2 separate regions of the Zea mays genome follow, and region 2 is linked to region 1. Evidence: chromatin contacts called from public Hi-C data. All regions are on one chromosome and are shown on one strand. The core of a region is the stretch at or near the end of the contact, and the rest is flanking DNA. Distances in the headings are between cores, read along the strand shown. Region 1 overlaps LOC100284180 (40S ribosomal protein S24). Region 2 holds the start of LOC100280509 (RING finger and CHY zinc finger domain-containing protein 1).

What was found. Hi-C and Micro-C count contacts between places; a contact is called where the count stands out from the background.
Region 2: a Hi-C map of ear shows a contact between it and region 1, with 2.2 times the contacts expected there. The contact joins the promoter of LOC100280509 here to the enhancer-like site in region 1. A contact is called at or near these places in 2 of 25 Hi-C or Micro-C datasets (ear and tassel).

The regions. Positions count from the first base shown.
Region 1 is chr3:207,053,524-207,057,002 of Zm-B73-REFERENCE-NAM-5.0, forward strand. LOC100284180 (40S ribosomal protein S24) reads left to right here. Exons shown (of 5, transcript NM_001157076.2): 4 at 896-982; 5 at 1,107-1,470. The coding sequence ends at 1,136. LOC100279587 (hexokinase6) reads right to left here. Exons shown (of 9, transcript NM_001152584.2): 9 at 2,959-3,479. The coding sequence ends at 3,224. Among protein-coding and RNA genes, the nearest start is that of LOC100284180, 5.4 kb to the left of the region's middle. Within about 2 kb of position 1,723, at least 11 of the 20 cell types and tissues checked have an H3K27ac peak or open chromatin away from gene starts, as enhancers often do. A contact at or near this core is called in ear and tassel, where this site is marked.
Region 2 is chr3:207,256,490-207,260,202 of Zm-B73-REFERENCE-NAM-5.0, forward strand. It overlaps LOC100280509 (RING finger and CHY zinc finger domain-containing protein 1), which reads right to left and starts at 1,590. Exons shown (of 12, transcript NM_001153429.2): 1 at 1,341-1,590; 2 at 623-1,177; 3 at 429-516. The coding sequence starts at 795.

The DNA.
Region 1 (3,479 bases), core at 473-2,972:
AACGACAAGTGCAGAATTAGCAAATGTACGCCTTCACCTCTAACCAATTTATAGGGTTGAGCCTTTACACAACTTTGTGTGAAATTACATTTTGGTCCCTATTTTGCACACGATAACGTTTCACATTCGAGGGGGAACATTTATGTTATTTCTCTGCGCAAATGTGATACACGTTTGCGCTGAAACTTTTTATGTCATCTTTTCGCTGAGGCTCCTTTTATGATCTGACTTCGGCTGAAGGCTTTCTTTCTCGATGCTGAAGCTTTACTATCAGTACCTTTGGCCCTATGCACCTTTCGCTCGCCTGCATGTCCCAAAGCAGTGTGATGAAGGTTTAGTGATCTGAGGTGGATTTTCTTCGGGTCAAGCCAACAACCTTGACTTGAAACATCACCTAAACACAAATTTTATTATTCTTGACCTTCGGCTGGAGACCTCCCCAACAACTGCTTTTTTTTGTAAATGGTTTCATATCGATATGCACTCTTATTTGTAAATGGTACCTGTGATTGAGATCCTGCTAGTAGAAACCAAAGGACATGCAACCTTTATGCCGAAACTACAGTTTTTTTAGTGTGCCTTTCATTCCTGTTCTGAGCTAAGAAACTGTTTTTACCACAATTTTGTCATTGCAATATTTTCATTTACATTACAATAGTCTACTTCAGATACTTGTCTATGATGACAATATCATGATGCAATCTAGTTTCAACGTTGAACAAGAACTGTTTGTGATATAGATATCGTTGGAAGCTCTTTTCCCTTGCTGGTATTCAATAGTAATAGCGTATTAATGCATGCCCGAAATGATATTTTATTGTTGTATTGTAAGTTTTGATTGACATGAACCTGATGGATGTTCACTATACTGCTTTTTTGTGTTCTGTTTTGCCAGAATGGTCTTGCTACTAAGGTTGAGAAGTCCCGCAAGCAAATGAAGGAGCGGAAGAACAGGGCCAAGAAGATCCGTGGTGTCAAGAAGGTGAGTTATCTACATACAATGATACTCCTTACCTGCAGCTCTCTTGTGCAGTTTATAGTGTGGACTTACCGTGTCACTAGTGCTTACATATGCTAATGTAATATACACTTTCTGTCTTTTACAGACCAAAGCTGGTGACGCCAAGAAGAAGTAAACGTTCGTTTACATTTGTATTACTGTTCTGGGCTCTGGGTGGTCTAGCTGCAATGTCATAATTATGGTCGTGTTAGGTTTTGTTCCACCCTTGGCACTGAAGTGATTTTTTTTGTAATTCCTCGGCACTGAAGTGAAGTTTTGTCTGAATATTGCCTCGTAACATAATTGCCCGGTCCCTGTTCTAGTTGTGGCGCAGTCTGGTTTGTTTTGACATTTGTTTTCAAGGTTCATCCTTATTTGCATTGCATTTGTTTATGGCTTGACGTTAACATTTGGAACAAGTATTTGTCACCGCTCATGTCGATGGTGTAAAACATGATAGTTATGTTGTCTTCCCTGGGCTGTGTAAAATAAGGGATTTGCAATATGACATTATTTGCAGAGTGAAGTTTGAAATAAGAGATAGGGAAGCTGACGAAGATAGCCTTACAAGTCTTATTGGTATCTAATACTCGGTGGACTGGATCTACGTCGCCTCGCCGCCTACTCCTCGTAGATCTAGTTGCCGGTGGACTGGATCTATGTCGCCGCCTACTCGCCTCTCCTTGGTCCGCCCCCCTTGGCTGCCTTCTCGTCTCTTCTATAAGGTCCTCTGGCTCTGTCCTACGTCCCTCTATAGATATAGTCCTCCACCGACCACTGTGCCGGTGTGTTTGTGCCCGTTTGGCCATCTACACGTGTAAGTTTTGAGGATTTTGGCTCTGTTTTTTTATGTTCTTTGCTCTAGATCTTTGCATCTTCTCTGACTCTGGATTTACTCGTGTTGCACGTTTGTCATGTGTTGTTGCCGGCGTAACCGGTGCTCCGGCCTAGGTAAACAAGTAACCTTGATCTTGCTCTCTAACCCTAAGTTGCTTTTTCTCTAAATCTTGCTCTAAACCCTATTCTTTTGGATTTTGTAGACCTAGCCGTGAGAAACTGGTGCGCCGGTGATGGAGAGTCAACATGATGCGACCTTCGTCAACCATGAGCTCGTCATAGATAGGTTTTTAATGAGACATCCATTGCATTAGCTCAGTTAATCTATATATATCATCTGTTGTGACAGTGTGTGATGATGCCTGTGCAAGTGTAACACAAGCTGTGTTTTCTGTTCTTGTCGTGTCTAATGGCCCAGCGTGCCAAACGGGTCAGCCTGTCAGCACGACCCGCTTAATCTTTAACCGGGTCGTGCTCGTGTCTTTGGCTGAGCACGTCCAGTGGCACGACACGACAGTACGACACAACTAAGTAATCGTGCCTGCTGTGCCGTGCTACGATCGTGCTCGGGCCGGGTCATGCAGTGCCACCCTTTTGGCCATCTATACTCTGATCCGCTCGAGTAGGGATCCATGGCGAGGAAGCTCATCAGCGACAACAAGAAGAGAAAAGGGTCTCAAGAACATGATCCCTCTGTCCGAGTTCGAGGATAGGCTTTGAGTTGCCCGTTTTTTATACATGTTATCGTGCTAATTAGATCTGCGTTTTGTTATGTTTGCTGCATGCTAATTTTGTTCTTCGTTCAATAGGAAACTTTTAGTTGTATAAGAGCAGTTGTGCTAAAGTTAATGAAATATGTCGGGTGTGAAATAGTTTGTTCATTTCACCTTCTTAGAACTCTTGATATCAGTTGATTGTCAGATGTGAAATATAGCTCTTTTTTAGGGCACCTTCTTACAGGATATCAGTTGATTGTTCGTTTTGCTTAGCATAAACAGACCCCGCCAATTTTAAAATCGAAAATGCTATACGTCCGACCAGTGTGTACGACCTTTGTCAAGCAAATTCTAAAGGTCCAAACACAACTGTTGAATAAAAATTCCCTACAAAATATCCAAATAACTTTGAACCAAATTTTCTATAGCTGAATAGGCATTGTAGGTTTTCTCTTCGTCGGATACACAACAGAGGCGTTATATTAAGGAAAAGAAGAAAGGGAGTCTTAAGTGACGTGTACAACCCCTTAAAAATGGGCACTGCAGGAGCACAGGCCTGACAGAAAAAAGAATGTGGCAGTTGAATGTTATAACCGTTATAGACAAATATCCACTGGAGCAATTGTATACCTGCTATACCTTCAGAATCTGAAGGAACTACAAGCAGAAATTAATCATCCACGGCCTGGAGACGTTGAGAATAGGAGGCTGACAAGAGCGCCGCTCCAGTGCCTGAGCCATCTTCGGCAAGTTTTATCACTAAAGAGGACGCCACTCCCTCCCCAAGCAAGTCTCTAAGAGTGCTCTCCATGCACTGGGCGAAGAAAGTATAATGCTTGTAAACTCCGCCATCCACAGCAATCACCGTCTTTTGTTTGTCTGGGCTGGCAACGTCTCGCCCAAGCTTTTTGAGGATGCCGTGTATC
Region 2 (3,713 bases), core at 340-2,839, 200 kb after region 1:
GCACAAAATAGGACACAAAGATCTTCAAGGGAAGATAACGTATGGAATATATTAAAAAAACATGTCAAATAAGATAAGTAACTATAGATTTTGGACAGAGTTACAGGTTGCGGCAGGTGTGGATGAAATTTTAGCTGCATCAAACTACTAGTCTACAAAAGTACCAACAGTATCTAGAGCAGAAACCAAGAGCTATTCTACCTACTATCATACTTCAAAATTAGCATATCGTGTATGACAATTTGTTTTCAGAATTTTCACTATTGTTAAGGTAACACATCAATGCAAATGGCATCAAGTTAAATCTCATGAAGAAAATTAATTACTGACACCTCAATGAAACAAATAGAAAACTGGATGCAAGATGTCATAACTCAGTATCCTAAGAACTTCTATCCTGCAATGGATGAAAACTCTAAAGTCGGTACCTTAGTTTCATTGTGGCAGTGTCGGCAATCAAAAATTTCATTGCAGCAAGGAGCTCTTATGCGGCATCTCCTTCTATAATGTGGACACCTGCCATTCAAATGTGTTAATTGATACATGAAGTCTATTAAGTAAGTCAATGCTCTAAGCAGATGCCAAATGCATAAGGCAGCCAAAGGAGAAGTGAAACACATACCCATAGTGCATTATCCCTTTCTCAAATTTCTCATAGTCATCAGGGTTTGAACCATTGATCTTGTCTGTATTGTAGTTTCCATCAGACAACAAAGAGCTCTTGGCATATTCCTTTAACTTGGCTTGTCCATGTTGAGCAGAAGCAAAGTCAAGGTGTAGGTCCAAGGCGCCCATCTTGACCTTTGTTCCCAGTACAAGCTATCACGTTGCAAACACAACACAATACCTGCAAGTATCATGTATTTAGCAGGAATGTTCTCAATACAGAATGCAGTTGGGGGGTCCTAAATTCGAGGAAACCACTGCGCACAGTTCTGAATCGCCATATGCTGCCAAAGACCGGCATATTGATAAAAGATGAAAGCAATGCCGGACAGCTCCAACCAGCAAAATCTCGATAACCTGATTGCCCAACAGTCACAGATAGCACTAATTGTCTGGACAGTGAGCTGAGAGAGGAATTATACTACTCGATAGGTATCCATCCAGAGAACTCCGATCAATTTGAACACACCATCCATCTGCACCAAATTTACCGCGTTGTCCACACCATTCTCTGGCAAGAGGAACACATCATAGCATCAAATGCCAGGAAATGGAAGGAAGAAAGAAACATGATTCTTTCGTGACAAGGGTTTCGACGTGTTAGCATGTACCACTCGTGCACGTTGTTATGATCTTAAAGGTTCATTAAGACGTTAGATTTCAAGGAAGCCTACCTCCAGCAGACAGCAGCTTCTTCTTCAAAATCTTTAGTTAATAAGCACTTCTATCCATAAGAGATTTTCAATCCGTTGATTCTTCAATCAAACATACCTTTGAGGGAGCCAGCATGCTTCTCTCACACAGCATCCTAAGATTTTATTTAAGGTTTCACCGTTCAGACCGAAATTTAACCTATCTCTACTTTCCAAGCGAATAGAGATCATCTCATATCACCAGTGGTTATGCAACCTGCATAAGAAAAATGCCCTTCCCGATTCTTTACCAAAGAATACATAAATCAATAGCCTGCAAGTAGTCCACAAACTGTCCCTTCCTGTTCTCATCTGGGTATAGCTGGGGCATATAGCGGAATTCATCGAGAAGATGATGTGTTCCCCCATTACGATGCTAAATTCGAGCGATACTTCTCCTTAATTTAGCAAAAACAAAACCTGTTTTTTTTCTGCTCATTGATGATATATGCAAAGGTCGGCCAACAGAGGAAGTCAATTGATACAGTCATGTTTGGAACCCCTAAATCTAATAGTTAGCCAGCTAACAAATTGTTAGCTGGATTGAGGCAGCTAATGAACTAATTGTTAGCTGCGAGTTAGTTAACAATTAGTTGAGTTATTAGCTAAGAGTGTTGGGCCATAGGTTCAAAACTGGGCCATAGTATTGTGCCACAAGGAGAGATGAAAAGGCAAAATAAGTGTGGTTTTCATGTTTAGCAAATATTTTTTTGACGGAAAATATATGCAGCAATACAGTTGCCAGAGTGTGCTGCTTTCGACAGAACATAGGAGATTACTTCCCCACAGGGAAATGTTAAATTCTAGTCAATCAATAGCAATCATCCTCAGCATCAGAGAAGTACTAGTCAACCATTAACCACGCATACAGCAAGAACACGAACCTAGAAGATTAAACACAAGCAGCAGGATGTTCAATCTCATCACAAATAGGCACCAAAAGCTGTCGGTACAAACCAAACTAATCAAGCACATGCAGTGGTTTCAAAGCAATTAAGGGATTAGACATTAATACAGCTTACACGATAGATGAAACAATCAGTCAGCACAATCAAGTCGAGCAACCAGTCACAAATCTAAACAACCAGACTCACCCACCATCTACGCACTCACGAACAATAGAGACAGTCTCACGTACCTAAGCAGATCAATCAATCGGACAAAACATTGGGCGCATAGAAATCAAAACGGAAACTAGAAAAACCGCGAGGCGTATGACGAACTTCCTATCGCACACGCGACCCCAATCGAGCAGGCGGGGCGACGCGGTGGCCGCCGACCGAGTGGTGCCTGGGTCCTGTAGCGCCTGTGGCCTGAATTTGGGGAAATCGGAAACGAGACGATGTGTATGAAGGTTCGGACTTCGGAGCAGTGACCGCGATTTGGCAGGGAAGGTTGGGAGGAAGATATCTAAACTGCTTCGGGGAGCACACGGTTTCTGGAGGATTCGGGCGGCTGACGTGGGTAGGGCCTAGTGGACCGCGACTGAAAGGCCCTTATCATTGCGACGGTGAGAAGACGACGACGAAAACGCTAACGGGCCCACCAATCATACACTCAATTGACATTTTTAGCAATCAAGCAACGTTGAGGGCTTGTTCGGTTAGCTCTCAATCCATGTGGATTGAGCGGGATTGGATGGGTTTGAATCCTAAACAACTCAAACTTCTTCATAATTTTTTCAATCCCATCCAATCCATGTGTATTGGGAATAACCGAACAAGCCCTGAGGGTGTATTGGGAATAACCGAACAAGCCCTGAGGTGGGCAAAATCCCAAATATCTCACACTTGTGAGAGTGCGTTTTTCATGGTTTCGTGCGTCGTGCCGGGCGGAGCTGTCGCCATTTGGTAGAACAGAGGCCGGAGCGGGTGGATAAGCTCTGTGTTTTTCTAACAATAGCCTATAAATTGGCGTGCAAAACAATATTTTGTATTTTTTCTATTCTTTTTTATTTATCACGATTTAGTACAAAAATAGACTAACGATCGATAAATATTCGAGAACAGATGTAGTACTGTTTATAAAGTAGAGATTGAAATAGAGAGTGGAATATAGAATGTGATATGAAGGCCACTGGATATAACCTTAGTTAGATAGTGGCTCTATTTCAATTCTAAGGATAGAATAGTTCTGTTCTAGTTAAAACGAAAACATTATGTTTTTGTTTGGTTCCAAAATAAAGCAAAACAAAACGACTTTATTTTATGTTTGGTTTTATAGATAAGTAGAACAGAAAAGAGGCTACCGACAAAAATAGGGAGAGGGGTGCTTGGCTCGCGAGCGCACATGTTCGATTGTTTTTAGGGACTCAGAGATGCAACATATTAGATGAATATTTTACTTCGGGAGCAG